Regions from separate parts of the Rattus norvegicus genome. Here region 2 is linked to region 1. Evidence: chromatin contacts called from public Hi-C data. All regions are on one chromosome and are shown on one strand. The core of a region is the stretch at or near the end of the contact, and the rest is flanking DNA. Distances in the headings are between cores, read along the strand shown.

Region 1 (7,966 bases), core at 2,667-5,166:
GGCAGAGGGATCCTTTATAAACGTAGCTCAGATCTTGCCACACTCTTACCCGAAACCTTTCCCCGGCCTGTCAGCATAGAGCAGACCAGACGTGGCTGGGACTATTGACCTATTCAGTTCTGCCTTCCTCCACTCCTAGTAGCTCACTCTCCAGAAGTGGTGGAGCCCCTCTTTCCAAGGGCTCACTCTTCATTCTGACCCCACCTTGGCTTCTGAAGCAAGGCCTCCTGAAGCCCAGGCTAGCCTTCAGCTGGCTATGCTGCTGAGGCTCCTGTTATGAGCTAGGCATGGGGCACAAGTTCCTTTAACTCTTTTATTGCCTTGCTTCCACACAGCAATGGGAATCCTTGCCTTAGAACTCACACTGAACATCAAATCACGCTTTATTTGTGGTCTAAAAGAATTTAAAAATTCGAAGGGGAAAAAAAGCAAAAGAACAATGCAGTAATCAAGCCCACTACCGAAAGCACAGCATAATCAAACAACCAAACTGCTAATATTATATTTACTAAAGAAATTAATGCATAATTAGATGTATTACAATATTTATGTATACACACACAAATATATAAACTTACATATGTGAGTGCATGTTGTAAAAACATAAGAAATAAAATGTTGTCTTTTATCCCCACTAGGTCTGGCACTGCGGTGCCCCAAGATATCTGCTAGATACCTTAATTCTCAGTCTGCAAAGCCTCTCACACACTTTGCTCCATCCCATATCACACTGCCGAAAGTCTCTCTCTGAGCCTGGCAGCAATCTCTCTACCTATCTAGTTCCCAAGGCAGGTTTCCATGCCAGAAACACACATCCCAACTCCGTGGCGGCCCAGACCAGCAGCCCCACACTCCATTACACTTATATCTACACAGGAAAGAACACAAAACACAATAACCTTTGACCCAATTGATAAGATAGAATTGCCCACCTAAACATACAAAGCCCAATACACATCCATCCCTGTAACAACCTGTAAAGGTACATCGTGGAATCTTAACGTCACCCGCCATATTGCCCTTCCTCTCCCTCCTGTCTCCTCTTCTTTTCCTTTTTTTTCTTTTTTTCTTTTTTTCGGAGCTGGGGACCGAACCCAGGGCCTTGCGCTTGCTAGGCAAGCGCTCTACCACTGAGCTAAATCCCCAACCCCCTTCTTTTCCTTTCCAGTCTCCTCCTCTTCCTTCAAACTTTTCTCCCGCCCATCCTTCCTTCTCATCCAATGACAGGCCTCCTTCTATCCTGTACCTGCCTCACCTGTGACATCATCCCACAAGTGCAAAATGTAACAATGGGCAGATTTCTCCAATCAAAACCTATAACTATAAAAAAAAATATTTTAAGGATTCAGATAAATTGAGGGTGGGCATAGTAAATTCCTAGAAAAATGACTCATATAGAAAATCCAAGTTAAGTCTGTGCGTAGTTTTATAGCAATAGAGAGATTGGCATTGTACTTCATCTTGCTACAAGGAAAATGGCAGCCTAGGTGACTTTACAGGATGATTTACTAAACTTTTAAGAAACAAATCAAGGCTACAGCGGTGGCTCCATAGTTAAGAGCACTTTCTACTCTTTCACAGGACTGGAGTTGAGTTCCCAGCGTCCACACAGCAGTGGAGGGGCTCAGTGTCCACCCACCTGTAACCAGCTCCAGGGAAGCTGGCACCCTTGCCTGGCCTCTACAGAATCCTGCAGGCATGTGTACATACACCCAGAAACACACGTTCACATGAGTACAGATGAAATAGTTCTTACAATACTAACAAGCCGTCCAAGTTTTACCTGGACCCTTAAAGATGTAATAAGGAGATGCTTCCTAATGCCGTTCGAGGCCAGCATGGTACTTAAAGCCACAGTCAGAATGATGCATGGCTCTTCAAGAGGTTATGGAATACACTACTTCTGTTTCTGGGATATGTTATTTATTTCTATTGCTGGTTTATTTCCTCTTTATGTATGAATAAAGTTTTTTTTTTATTTAAGTATCAACCTATTTAAGTATCAGTTGTTCGACTAAACAGTAAGCCTCAGTTCAGAGTCAGTCTTTTTATTTTCGGATTTCTGTTTCAGTGCTGGGAGTTGAACCCTGTGCATGCTAGAGAAGTGTTCTACTACCGCTACATCCCAGCTCTTTCTGATGGAGGTTCTTCATTTTAAGTGATCGAATTATTTCTCTTTACAAAAGTACTTTTCTTCCCAAGTTCAAATAAATATCAATATCTGTTTTCTTATGGATTTTGTTGTAGATGTTTAAGCCCTTAAGACAGCTGGGGTTTCTGACACTATTGCTGATGCCAAGAAGCACTTGCTGACAGGAGCCTAATATGGCTGTTTCCTGAGAGGCTCTGCTAGCACCTGACCAGTACAGATGCACATTCTCACAGCCAACCATCAAACTGATCCTGGGGATACCAACGGAAGAAGTAGAGGAAGGACTAAAGGAGCTGAAGGGAATTACAACCCAATAGGAAGAACGATAATGTCAACCAGACCCCCCAAATCGCCAGAGACTAAATCACCAACGGAAGAGGAAGAGTACACATTGAGAGAGCCATGGCTCTAGATACATTTGTCCAACATCAGTGGGAGGGGAGGCCCCTGGTCCTATGGAAGCTTTATGCCCCAGCATAGATAGCTAGGACGGGGAGGCAGGGGTAGGAAAGTGGGTGGAGGAGCACCCTCATAGAGGCAAAGGGAGAGGGAGGAATTAGATGGGGTGTTTGTGGAGGGGTCACCGGGAAGGGGTATATTATTTGAAATGTAAACGAATAGTGATTAATTGAAAAAAAAAGATAGCTGGGGTTTAATTTTAGTGGAAGATGGTGATCCATTTTAATCAGAGAAGTCATTTTTTAAATTATTTTTTGAAGTTCTTGATCAACTAAATAGATATTATATTATGAAATTATATATTATATATAATTATATATTTATAATATATACTTAAATATATTATATACTTACATATGTGTGCATTAATATAAATATACATTATATAATAATATGAACACCATGTGGTTGCTGGGAATTGAACTCAGGACCTCTGGAAGAGCAGTCAGTGCTCTTAACCACTGACCCATCTCTCCAGCACCAGCGATACCTTCTTAAATGTACCCCTGCATACAAAACTGTACTTTTCTATAACATCTGTCAGTATATAAAGATATTCTTTATATTTATGTACTCTGGCCCTTTACCTAGAATATAAACTTAACGAGCAGAAATTTTCATTCTCTTAACTGCCAAATCTCCAGTGCAAAGCCATTAAAATTTTCGTTAAGTGGCTCAACATTCCAGAAAAACGTTGTATTTACGTCATTTACAGGAAACACTCGTGTTGTAAAGGTACTACAATTAAGCAAGGATTCACAATCAACAAATGCCAGCTCACTGTTTAAAAGCTCAAGTCTGGCTAGATTTTTCATCACTGAATCATTGCCTCATTAAAATTTATAATTTACTGTGAAGCATGTGAACCTGTAAGCAGAAACCTCATTTCCTAAATACACTTCAACTTCCCACCTCTCAGTGAAACTGGGTACCGCCCTTTCTGCCAAGCCCCACCTCGCTCCGCCCTCTCCGAATTAACACCGCCCAGTCCTGCACCTGAGCGGTTTGCATGGGACGCCTGCGCAATGAGTAATTAGCGCAAAGATTTCTGGGATTGGTAGTCCGTATACCTCTATCCTTGTCATTTGCCTGAAAAAAAAAAACAGCGTAAATGAGATCGCTTTGAATTTAATGAATATTAAATAAAACTCAGACTGTGTCTCAGAAAAGCGGAGGCACTGAGTCGTTTCCAAAGATCATCCCTCCACTCACCTACACACAGCGGTACAGGCGCCGCTCGGACGGCCGCACGGGGCCCTTGGCTGGGGCGGGGCTTCCCGCAATGCCTTGTGGGTCCTTCCTGCCTCTCTTCTCTCTTTCTCTCGGGCCCGTGGCGCCGGCAAGATGGGTGAGCTGTGTGGGCTGGATTGAGGGGCTGCTGGAGGGACCTAGAGCTCGTAGTACGGGCTGTCGTGGGTCGATACAGCGGGGAGCAGGTTGTATCCGGGCGGAGGCCGGGTGAAGGGGCGCCGGCTCGCGGGCACGTGGCCGTGCGGATGAGTTCCTGCGGCCTACGGGCTGCCTTGCCGGGCCCCTGCTCCAGACCCATTGCACTAGAAATGTAAATAAACTGAAAAATCCCTACCCAGGTTTTGTGTGCATCTCTGAATTAGTTAGGGAATTTCGAGGGTAATTGATCCACGGGCTAAGAGGAGACGCAGGACTCGGACGTAAAAGTACCTCCTGCCGAGGATCGTGTGTGGAAGCGCGAGTTCGAAGGGTTTACAGAGGGTTCGGTGTTCCTTTTTCAGGTAAGTGTCGTGGTCTCCGTACTGCCCGGAAGCTCCGCAGTCACCGACGGGACCAGAAGTGGCATGATAAACAGTACAAGAAAGCCCACTTGGGCACAGCCCTGAAGGCCAATCCGTTTGGGGGTGCCTCTCACGCAAAGGGAATTGTGCTGGAAAAAGTGTAAGTGAAAGGCTCCCTAAAAGCGTTAGTTTACCGTAATTGAGAACGAACTGATTCTTAAAAAGTTGCAAATGATCGTGAGCCTGCGTTGTTCTGGGTTTTATTAGGAGAGAGAATGGCAAGTATCCTTGCTTATGTTAGGACTACTGCTGGGGGTTAGTAAAGTTTTTAATTTCAACTGTAGTCTGGAAGGCGTGAAAGGTAACAGGTAATAATACATACTAATGCATATATTGAACAGTGTGGGAACTGTACCATAACCAGCTGGTACAGTTCTTAGGACCTTTTTGGAGTTGAGAAAATTACTTTTCTAGCATGTTAAGGATGCATTGACTTTCTAAAATGGTGATGTTTTTTGTGTAGTGTTCACAAATTTAGCAACACTAATTTTTACAACTCTAGCTTACTAGTTCTGTTTTGTCTGGGGAAACTTCTTTGAAATGGTGGCATCTGCAGGATTTGAGATTGGATTGAGTAGGAACTGCTTCTGCTTTATTAGTAATCGTTTTTTAAAACCTTATTAACTCACGTGCCATTGATGTTGCAGAGGGGTTGAAGCCAAACAGCCAAATTCTGCCATCCGGAAGTGTGTCAGGGTGCAGCTCATTAAGAACGGCAAGAAGATCACAGCGTTCGTGCCCAATGACGGTTGCTTGAACTTCATTGAGGTGACTTGTCTTATGATTGTGCTGGGGGGGGTCTTTAAATTATTTACTCTGGGAAGTGGGTATTTCTTTTAATTGCCAGTAATGCCTATGATGGACTTTATTTTATTTCAGGAAAATGATGAAGTTCTGGTTGCTGGATTTGGTCGCAAAGGCCATGCCGTGGGTGATATTCCTGGAGTCCGCTTTAAGGTGGTTAAAGTAGCCAATGTGTCTCTTTTGGCTCTGTACAAAGGCAAGAAGGAAAGACCAAGATCATAAAATTTTGACAATGGAAACAGAATAATAAATTTTCATATCCAGAAAAAATACTTTGTGTCTTACTTCCTGCCCTGAAACGCCAAATATATCTGGCTTTTACCAGGTATAGGAGACAGTTGCTAAAATATTTTGTAATGTAAGTGGGGCTTGTTCCACACAGTTACAGCATAGACAACCCTGTGACAAGTGAACAGTGTCATTGTGCACAGGACTCTAAAAGTGCTCTGCATTTCTATTTCTTGGCAGTTCAAGTTTAATGTTGTCATCTGTACTATAATTTTCAGTGTTTGTGAGTGAGAATTCTTAGCATGCAGAAAGTTCCAGAGAGTCCTAGAAAAGACTGCCTGTTTGTGGGACTATAATCCCAGCCCTTGGGAGCCTGAGGTAGGAAGAATGTTTTGAGTGTATGGGAAGGGGTGCAACCCACGTCATCTGTGCATTAGATGATAGTGCTAAGGAGCTTGGGCCAAGGTAAACTTGAGAGCACAGGAAAAGGCTTGAGTAAGGGAGAGTCCATACCCTACCTTAACAGTGAAGTACTTGGAAACTGCAGGACCAGTTTAAATTAAATGGATAAAGAACAACCCATGTCAACTTTGCTCTTGCTGGTTGACTATATTTGTACTTAATTGGCTCAAACCATTCTTCAATCTCTGCAAAGCCTCGCCTTTACCTTTTAAACCTTGCTGGTCACGGTGTTCTCTGTCTCAAGGGGAGATTATAAATGAAAGATGATTATATCTGCACTAGGGTAGAGCAGGTCTGCCTGTAGATTCCATACAATGTTTCATAGGTGGGAACCTTAGCTGAGGCATCCACTGGTCAACTGGTGTTTCAGACTTCACTGGTCAACCCTACCAGGGAGTGCATTTATGAACAGGCTTCTTGTGACATCTGGCATGGGTATATAGCTACTATTAGGACAATGGGAGGAGAGTTGGAGCTCAGGCTCCCAGGGCCAGGGAGAACCTTGTTCTCCATCTTTGTACAGCTGAACCTGGACTCAACAGCGTCTTGTGTATTTAACTCTTACATGTTTCCCCCAACCCTTTTTAAACCAGCTACATAGCCCCTCAGTACAGTGGCTACCAAACTCAATCCAGTGTGTGGAACTGATTTTAAATTCCTCTGTGACCATTGGTGTTGGTAAACAAAGCCCTATCCTTTACATTTACATCTCCATGTCTTTTCCCAATGAGCAAGAAAGCTGTGGCAGAGGCTCACACCTTTAATCTCATCAGGGAAGGAAGACTGGGCTTGAAGGTCAGTAAGGATCATAATGAAGCCTTCTTAAAAAAATGGTCTGAGAAAGGAATGAACAACTTGGGACAGTTTCTGCCCCTCTTTCAGAATGGAGAACATTGTAAAATGTATGGAAGAACTAGGGTAATTTAAAAAATATTACGGGTGACTTGACTTTCAGGCAATTTATAGCTGCAGTATTAAGACTGATGACAAAAATGAGTGGTGAAATTCTAGTTTCTAAACAGGGACAAGGTGAATCAAGAAACAAGCATCTTTAACCTGTGTTAAGGTAAGGTCCTTAGTTGTTCCTCCAAGGATGTCTTATAAAAGATGTGTACAGCACACCAAGACACTTTGTTAAATTTTGGGTTTGGTCAAGTTTTTAAACTAGTGTTTTTGAAGATCTAAAATTAAAAGGCAACAAGTATTTTCAAGTCATATACTCAAAGGCTTTGTATCTGCTTGCTAACTTCAGAAGTAAAGCAGTCCTATTAAAATCACGCAGATTATAATCTATGCAGGGTACTTGCAAAATACTAAACTGGATCCCCCATCTATCTGTTGGGATTGGCAATTCTGTATGAAGTTATGCAGTACACATAGACCTAAGCCATTAAATTCCCAGGTAGTTACACAAAATATATGCCCATAATTTAAATCCTGTGCACAAATATTTATGGTAACTTTGTGACAGCCAAGGACTAGAAATAAATCTACAGGAGAGGCAGCTAGCTTGTGGTATATTAAAAAATGATATACTATTTAGCCATAAAACTATTGCTGGGACTAGAGAAACAAGTTAGTGGTTTACACACACACTTGGACCTGGGTTCTCCACATGTCCAGCAGAACACAACCATAACTGCAGCTCTAGGATATCTGAAACTTTTCTGGCCTCTCCAGGGACCACTCATTGTGCTCAGATCTTCACACAGACAAATGTTCGTGTGGTTTTTAAATAACATAATGAAATCGGTGTACTGTAGCAACTAGAAATACAAGAAGGCATTTTTAAAAGGTTATACTGTATGTGTGGTGGTTTCAGTATTCTCGGCCTATGGAGTGCTACTGTTAGTAATATCTAGTAAGAACTACCTACTCCCTCTGCAGGTCCTTTACCAGTGATCTGGACCATAGGCTTTGCTGGCTAGTTCCTTGTCACCTTGACATCAGCTAGAGTCATTTCCATTCATTCTGTATTTTACACATTGTATTGTGTGTACACACACGGTCCCATTATTACATGCCTTTTTTCTCTTTCCTATGCTGTGTG
Region 2 (7,966 bases), core at 3,783-6,282, 480 kb after region 1:
GCAGGGGGATTCTGGCCGTGGATTTCTGCCAGGAAGTAGTATATTCCCACCGGAACCCAATCTAGAAGGACACACTAACATGTCAGAGTTATTGAAACAAACCATCCTCCCACACATATAAAGACTTATAGGAATAAAAATCCAGGAGAGTGGGAACCATGTCACCTCCCACCCCCTGTGAGGAAAAATACTGAAAGTGTAAGTCCCTCGGTTTCTTTTTATTCCCAGAAAGGTGGGAGGTTGTGGCTGGAGACTGGGACACTGGAAGAATTTCAGATTTATTTCTGCCTAATTCTCATGCCTATCTCTAATACCCAAAAAGATAACACCAGTGTCATCCAGACCAAGGTCTCTGGTTGCATTCCAAGTGAATAATCTTTAATAAGAAATTTAATGCCTCCGAGGGTTCCTTTCTTCAGCTTTAAAACTAGAGGTGATAAAATGCCATCAGTTGGTGGTCGTGTGAAAAATCAATGGAACTGGTAAGTGTGTGACACCAATATTAAAGAATATATAACATGTAGTATAACATAGCTTGGTCCACTATATACTCGCTATGTTTACATTATTATTGTATGGAGATAGCTACCATTGGCTTGTACATAATAAAGGGAAGTCTTTTTTTTTTTTTCAGAGCTGGGGACCAAACCCAGGGCCTTGTGGTTGCTAAGCAAGCGCTCTACCACTGAGCTAAATCCCCAACCCCATAAAGGGAAGTCTTAATGGAAGCCTGAGAGCAAGCCTCAATGTGTCATTCATAGTGTATCCTTAAGATTGATCTGGGAACCTGGCACATGAGAGAGAGAGTCAAAGAAAGAATGCACAACCAAAATACCTGCTGCCGTCTATTTAATGGTTCTCCAACCTCAGTATATTTGGGGAAAGAATTTCTTCCGAACACATACTTTGGATTTAGTCTTATGTGTATGCAAGCCTGCTTCTGTGCCCGACCTCATTCTATCAAGGCACACTCCCTTTTCAGCACTATGCTAGAAACTTGAGATACATTGTTGCAAAAATGGGCAAACTCAGCCATGGGCAGGAGCGATGGCTCAGTGGTTAAGAGCACTGACTGCTCTTCCAAAGGTCCTGAGTTCAAATCCCAGAAGCTACATGATGGCTCTCAACCATCTGTAATGAGATCTGATGCCCTCTTCTGGTGTGTCTGAAGGCGCAGCTACAGTGTACTCATATATAATGTCTTTTTAAAAAATGGGCAAAGTCTCTGCTCTCGGAGTTTACATAAATAGGAGAACGTAAATTGGAGAATATGATTTAATAAATATAAATAAACCTTCAAGGAGAGCCCTCAAACTTTGGAACTGTTTTGCAGAAACCTTTTTTTTTTTTTAAAGACAAGGACTCTCAGTTGGACCAGAGACTTACAACTCAGCTAGGCTGACTGGACAATAAGCTACAGACATCCTCCCATCTCTGCTTCCTCAGCACCGGGATTCTAAGTAGGCACCATCATGCCCAGACTTTTATATGGGTTTTGGGGACTGAAACTCTGCTCCTTATGCAAGAGCTAAGATGATGACAAGGTGCCTGGTGCTTGCTGTGGGTGTCCATGCTTGCTGGTAACCCTCGCATCTGGGAGGCTGAGGCAGAGGGTCACAAGTTCAAGACCACTCTGAGACAAAGTGTGAGACCCTGACTCAAAGAATAAACAAAACAAAACAATGGGGTGAGAGAGAAGGAGTTGAGGAGAGAGAGGGGAAGGGAAGGAGTGAAAAGACTAGACCAGAGAAGTTAAGGAAATTACTCCTACTGTGGGAAGACTGAGCTTAGTTAACATAATAAACGGACAGAGGAAGCCTAGTGGGCAGGGAGAAGAGCACGGAGAAGGGTCTGTAGGGAGCAGCCAATCACAGATGGCTTTATGGTCAGAGGGGAGAAATGCAGCATGCGTTGTTCTGGATAAAGCTGGAAGGAAAGACTGTTCAGGGCCTGCAGAGCCCGGCGCTTCCACTCCTTCGAGCACAGGTGACCATGTGGAACTATGGGTGTCATTTTTCATGATAAAGGTTCTGGTCTTAGGAGAAGTGCAGCTAGGACCTCCCTCATTTTGCTCACTCTGCTTCTCTGTGTTATTAGTATAGGATGGCTATGGGGAGCAGGGTTTCCCTAATCTTTGGAGAAATGGAGGGGAAAGACAGCACAGTTTCTAAGCACAGAAAAGCACTGAATGAACAGCGAGTGCTGTTGTTCTTCAAGTCTTTCAGCCGGAACCCAGCTCAGCCAGTAAACCAAACTGAGCTCTGCTCGCAGCCACGCCGATTCGGTAACTGCTCTTTGTCGGGATTTTAGTTGTTTTTTTCCTAACCTATCCCAAGGTGTGTTCTGTGAAAGAAAAAATATTATTTGTGTGAGTGGGTGCACACGTGGACGATGCGGAAGCCAGAAGACAACCTTCTGGTTATCCCTCCTCCCTGAGGATTAAACCCGGACTCCAGGCTTGCACCGGAAGTACTTTTACCCACCGAGTAATTTCATCAGATCATGTTCTTCAGCAGTGTTTATCCTACTTCAGTGAAAGTAGGAAGTTTATGCGCACAAGAGCACGCACGTCCAGTTCTTCAAGATCATGTCTTTCATCACAGTGACCGACCAAGAATTCTAGGTTGGCTGACTGAAAACCGGTGAGATCCCCTTGAACAGCCCACCTCACTTTAATAAAAAATTAAATAAATAAATAGCCCACACCACTTAACCTTTTCATTCATTTAACAAGTGTTATACAGCACTTAAAATACGCTGTAGACTTTGCTGGTTCGTGACATACATAAAGATAAGTAAATCACAGTGTTTGGCCTGGAAGTGCTCCTGAGACAAACCATTGCAGCCTCTTGTCTTGTAGCAGCGCTCGAACCCAGAGTAAGAGTTTTGTGGGAGCCCAGAGGAGAGTAAGTTTCCCTGGGGAAGTGGGATGAGGGGGCTTCCCACAGAAGGCACCGTCGGCAGCGTGGCTTTGAGCACTGAACTGCAGCACTCCCAACCAAAAGGTGTGTTGTCAGCTTGGGAACAGCGGAAGCAAAGCTGTGCTAGAGTGCGTTGGAAATCCTGTCTAGGGAGATGAGCCAGGAAGAGTAGACAGGCTTTATGGCCTTCATAAAGCAAGGGTGGAACCAGATCAATTTCTTAAAACCAGCTTCAAAGCTCTAGAGAGGCCGTGTAGTATTGCAGCTGGTTATTGCCTTTCTTTTAAGAAATCGTCTTTGGATTTTCATGTGCATTCGTTTAGAGATAGTTTATCGGCTGGTTCGAGTGTTTAGAAATGATTTTCAAATATCATCCATTCCAACGCTAGACAAACCCAGCAATAGAGCCTGACTTGTGATTTCACCTGTTCACCGAGGTCTCAAGCAAGAACACTATGTAGAAACCACGGAATGGCTTCCTAATACAATCTACGAATTAGATCAATGATGCCACCCAACTAAGTAGAGATTAAGCGACTTGATCAGCACACACTGCTTGGGGCATCATGTCCCGCTTTGAAATCGAATTTTCCCCCCTCGGCCTGACTTGGCATGAGGTCTCACTTCTCTTGGCCCATTTTTCTATCTGTAAAATGGAGTTACCACATTTTAAGCACTTAGAAAGTTGAATTTTGTAATCTTTCGTTAGTGGACAAACTAAGACATGTCTGTAACCCTCTCCTGCCAGCTACACCAACATGAAATCCATCTTATCTGAAGGTAAACAGAAAGAAAGACATCTCACAAAGGGACTATAAAGCTTCCAAAAATAGCAGAAGAAAGGGAAGGCTCTTTTCTTCATGAGTTAAGAAAAAGGAAGAAGATATTTTTCTTAAACCATGTGTCTGTAGCTCTCAAAATCCAGCACATATAAAAAGCTCTTGTGAGATCTCTTAAAACAAACCCCTGAACGGAGTCCTCTCTACCACAGTCAGGATCCGATTTTAGATCTGACTTGGCTTGCTTGGTAATACAGGGTCTCACCACGTACCCAAACTGGTCTTATCTCCTATCTTGGCTTCGTAATTCTGAATTGACAGACTTGTGCCACCATGACTGTCTGGTAGCTGCTTATATTCATTCCTCCAGGTCCAAGAATTTCTGAAACTGCCTGTTTTATCTTCCTTTAGGTTTAGGAGTGAGGAAGAATGGCCTTCCTTCTTTTCATCCTTACAGAAGAGACACAGTGGCTCATAGCGATACCAGGGATGTGTTATAGTGCGTGGGGTGGGGGAGGTGACTCCCCAACCTTTCTTGGTTATCTTGCTGCTGTCCTGAGGCCTTTCTGTGCCTGGAGGTGGTATGTGTGTGTGTGTGTGTGTGTGTGTGTGTGTGTGTGTGTGTGTGTCTATGTGTATATGTCTGTATGTGGGTGTGGGTGTGTCTCTGCGTGTGCCTGCGTGTATATATCTGTACGTGTGTGTCTATGTGTGTATCTGTGTCTGTGGGTGTGTGCTCATGTGTATACATCTGTGTGTATCTGTGTGTGTATATGTGCCTGTGTATTCTGTATGTGGGTGTCTATGTGTGGATCTGTGTGTGTGTGTGTGTGTGTGTGTGTGTGTGTGTGTGTGTATCTGTGCGTGTGTGTCTATCCTTGTCTGTTCCCTTATAAAATTAGTGTAAGAACTGAAAAGGAGAAATGAACTAATAGGATCAAAAGATTTTCATTCCTCTCTCAAAGAAGCCTCTCAGTTGGGTGTCCCAAGATTTTTGACATTATAAAGCAGAGGGACACTGGGGAACCCTGGCCTTTAGATCCACTCGCTCTCGGGGGTACATGGAGCTGATACACTAAGCTAGTCTGAGACATCCTACTTCACAGAAGGGTACCTCACCAAAGTTTTCTCTGCAGCACAGTGATGCTTTGTCCTTCTCCTGCTTCCCTGAGGCTGGGGCCACTGGTCTTTCCATTCCCTGGACTGGACCCTACTGCCAGCACCCACCTCCCATAGCTGTAGGAGACCTGAGGCTCCATCCCCACGGCTGGTAGGCCGATCAGACCTAGTGACACAGCATCCTGGCCTGCCTGGTTTTGCTCTTTCCCAATCTGTTCAACTCACTTTCCTGCTGCCAAGACTGCTCTTTTCTGCCGGCTCTGAACCAGTGAGTGCCCTGGGCAGGGGCCCAGCCTCTGGAGCCATGCCCAGTGCTTGGCCCAGTACTTGGCCTACTGCCCAGGAGTCGTCAAGAGTCTGGCCTGGATGTGTGTCCTTTCAGCTGCTTGTCCTATAGTCCTCTCCTTGGAGTGGTAGGATGGAAGACATCCATCCTTGTCATTTTTAGCCTACCCCAAAGCTTCTTCTTGCCCTTCCAATAGAAGTGGGCCTGATGTAGTTACAAGCACTGGCTAATTGGGGTTCTGGGACTTTTAAAAGCACTGGGGGATTCATTGTGAGCCCTCTAGTGTTCATAAAATGTTTGAGAGGGCTTTGGGGCCCTGAGTAGTGGATTCTCCAGGAGCCACAGCTGGGGTGTGGCCTCAGTTTACATGCCTATTCTAGAAAATCTCCGCCTTTGGGATCCTCTGATAAAAATAACCTTTCTAAGATGAGATATTAGGGAAATAAAGGCTAACCTGGGCCTTAACGATCATGCGAGTGGCCACCAAACCTGTCATCCTGCGTCCCTAGGGTGGTATCTGGCACTCCACAGCTGTGTACTGGAGCTCCAGAGGAGGTCTGAGGGGACAAACTCTGGGGTGGGACAGGTGGATGCTCTAATAATGACAGAGAGAAGAGACAAGTACATGGTCATGAGAGGGAGCCAGGGACCAGAAGAAGATTTACGAGGCCTCTGAGCACAGAGACTTTCGAGATCTATTCTCACTGGAGTTGGAAGAACTCAGGAAACGAACAGGAAGTAAACACACTATGTAGCCCCTAGGAGGGTGGCCATCGCATAAGCTGTAGACCTCAGAAATGAAGTCAGATCGGCCTAAGCCTCCCCGTATCTAATTCCCTGAGGCAACCTTGAACTGAGTTAGCATTGTCTATTAACAATGCTATTTTTTTCTTATTCCTAAAAGAGGCAGTTGGCTTATATCTACATGGGAAAAAATATTACTTTCCCCCAAAATCATAACCAAGAGAGCCAGATCTGAACCCTAATTTGGGACCCTTTGTTTCTAGCTGTGAACAGAGCAGAATGCCCAGTCTGGGTTTTAGAAAACAGGTCTAGCTTGCAGAAAAGACAATTAGGAAAAAAAAAAAAAGAAATCTCATTTTACCATATATTCAGCAAATTTGGAAAGAAAGTACTACAGGACCCCAAAACACATCCAGTGCTCAGAAATAATTGCCACAATGAACCTGAGGGTGACCACAGGGAGGGGACGGTGCAAACCCTGAAAAGCACTGACTTCTGCACGCCCGCCCACCCGCCTGACAGAGTAGCGTGCCTCACAGTTATCGCAGTGACAAGTCCTGCGCAAAGAGTCCTGCGGAGCATCATGGGCCCAATCCCCACTTTTGCTCTGACCAGAGACACTTCCCACATTCCACTTTCCAAACGTCAGTACACATTCTTTAGGTCACAGGAGTGAAATTAAACATCCTGCCACCGGGTAAGGGGAAGAGAAACTACGGCCGCTCGTCCCCAGTACAAAGGCTAGCTTCATTCCAGACAGTTCCAGATGAAAGAAGTCCAAGCGGTAAACTTTCGGGCAAGGAAAGTTCACGACAACTTTAGGGGGGAAATGGCTACTCCATGTGGTGCTAAGACATCAAACTATAATTATTATCAAGGGTTTGCTGCTCTCTTTAGTATCAACACAGGTTTGGGGCTTTTGTTTGTTTGTTTTCTTTTGCTTTTGTTTGTTTGTTTGTTTGATTGATTGTTTTGGTGTTTTGTTTTTTTTAACTGCAGCAGCAAGCCCTGGACATATAAAAGCATGTTACAGGATAGACTTCAAGAGCAACCGGAATAATCACAGATTAAAACTGGCATCAAGTCTCAAACAAGCACCTTCACCTAGTAGGTAGCACTTAAGGACTGACCTGCTTATGGGAAAGAACAAACAGGAATCACACAGTAGAGTCCAGCACACAGAGCAGGGTGAATCAGTGTCCAAAATACAGAGATATGGATTCAATAAGTCCCAAACAGAAGCAGGACTCTCTCTCCCTTCCTTCCAGCCCCTCCCTCCCTCCCTCCCTCCCTCATATCCCACCCTGCTCCCAACACCTTTCATTTTGACCTAAATTTGCTAGCTTACTGAAAATGATTCTACTTTTCTCATTACAAACTCATTTGAAGTAAAACTGTAGGATTTTGAATTTAGAGTCTCAAAAATGATCTTACAAGAATGGATTTTCAATCATTTAAATTCACGTGGTATTTCTTTCCCTTTGTCTATCTGGTGTTCACTGATAAAAAAAAAAAATCTAGCCTAATGCTAACCAGTGATCTGCCTGGGAAACTTGTCTTAGCAAGCTAGGGGAAAAAAATAAATAAATAAACAAACAAAAATGAAACAAGATTAAAAAAAAAAAAAACCACAATAGCCTCGTCTCTGTTACTGAAAAAATATACACAAGCATTAGCTTCACACAAGCAAGGTTGAAACGGGTGGGGTCCTTTGATTGACGTCCAGTTGTCACTGTCATTGGAAAATTTTATGGGCAGCTTCCAATCCGTTTAGACAAATTAGGATGAATGGAAGTGCTGAGTAAGGGGGCTACTCTCTGTGCACCAGCTATAAACGGAGGCCCGAAAGCCCTGAGTGCTGTACTTGGACTGCTAAAACAATGGGGGAGGGGAGCCCAGAAAACTGAGAGAGAAACGTGTTGAGATGGGAAATTAATGAACAGAAATGGCATTCAGGCATGTCAAAAGATAAGACAGATTTGGTTTTTTGGAAAGAGACCTAAATCTAGTAAACAGGGCCAAGTCTCATGAATTGCAAAAATTACATCATGTACAATGATTTTAGCGATAAATTTATTTTAACCATCGATAGCCAAAGGTGGTTATTTTGGGAGAAC

Evidence for each region. A called contact is a pair of places that touch in the nucleus more often than the background predicts.
Region 2: a Hi-C map of psoas muscle shows a contact between it and region 1, with 2.0 times the contacts expected there. The contact joins the enhancer-like site here to the promoter of Rps23 in region 1. A contact is called at or near these places in 2 of 12 Hi-C or Micro-C datasets (Schwann cells and psoas muscle).

What each region holds. Positions count from the first base shown.
Region 1 is chr2:23,810,601-23,818,566 of GRCr8, forward strand. It overlaps Rps23 (ribosomal protein S23), which reads left to right and starts at 3,917. Exons shown (of 4, transcript NM_078617.3): 1 at 3,917-3,959; 2 at 4,363-4,522; 3 at 5,070-5,190; 4 at 5,302-5,487. The coding sequence starts at 3,956. The coding sequence ends at 5,448. It also overlaps a transcript of Atp6ap1l not described here.
Region 2 is chr2:24,292,374-24,300,339 of GRCr8, forward strand. LOC134485571 (a long non-coding RNA gene) reads right to left here. Exons shown (of 4, transcript XR_010063697.1): 2 at 1-7,966. It overlaps LOC134485570 (a long non-coding RNA gene), which reads left to right. Exons shown (of 4, transcript XR_010063696.1): 4 at 1-188. Among named protein-coding and RNA genes, the nearest start is that of Ssbp2, 90 kb to the right of the region's middle. Within about 2 kb of position 5,033, at least 62 of the 93 cell types and tissues checked have an H3K27ac peak or open chromatin away from gene starts, as enhancers often do. A contact at or near this core is called in Schwann cells, where this site is marked.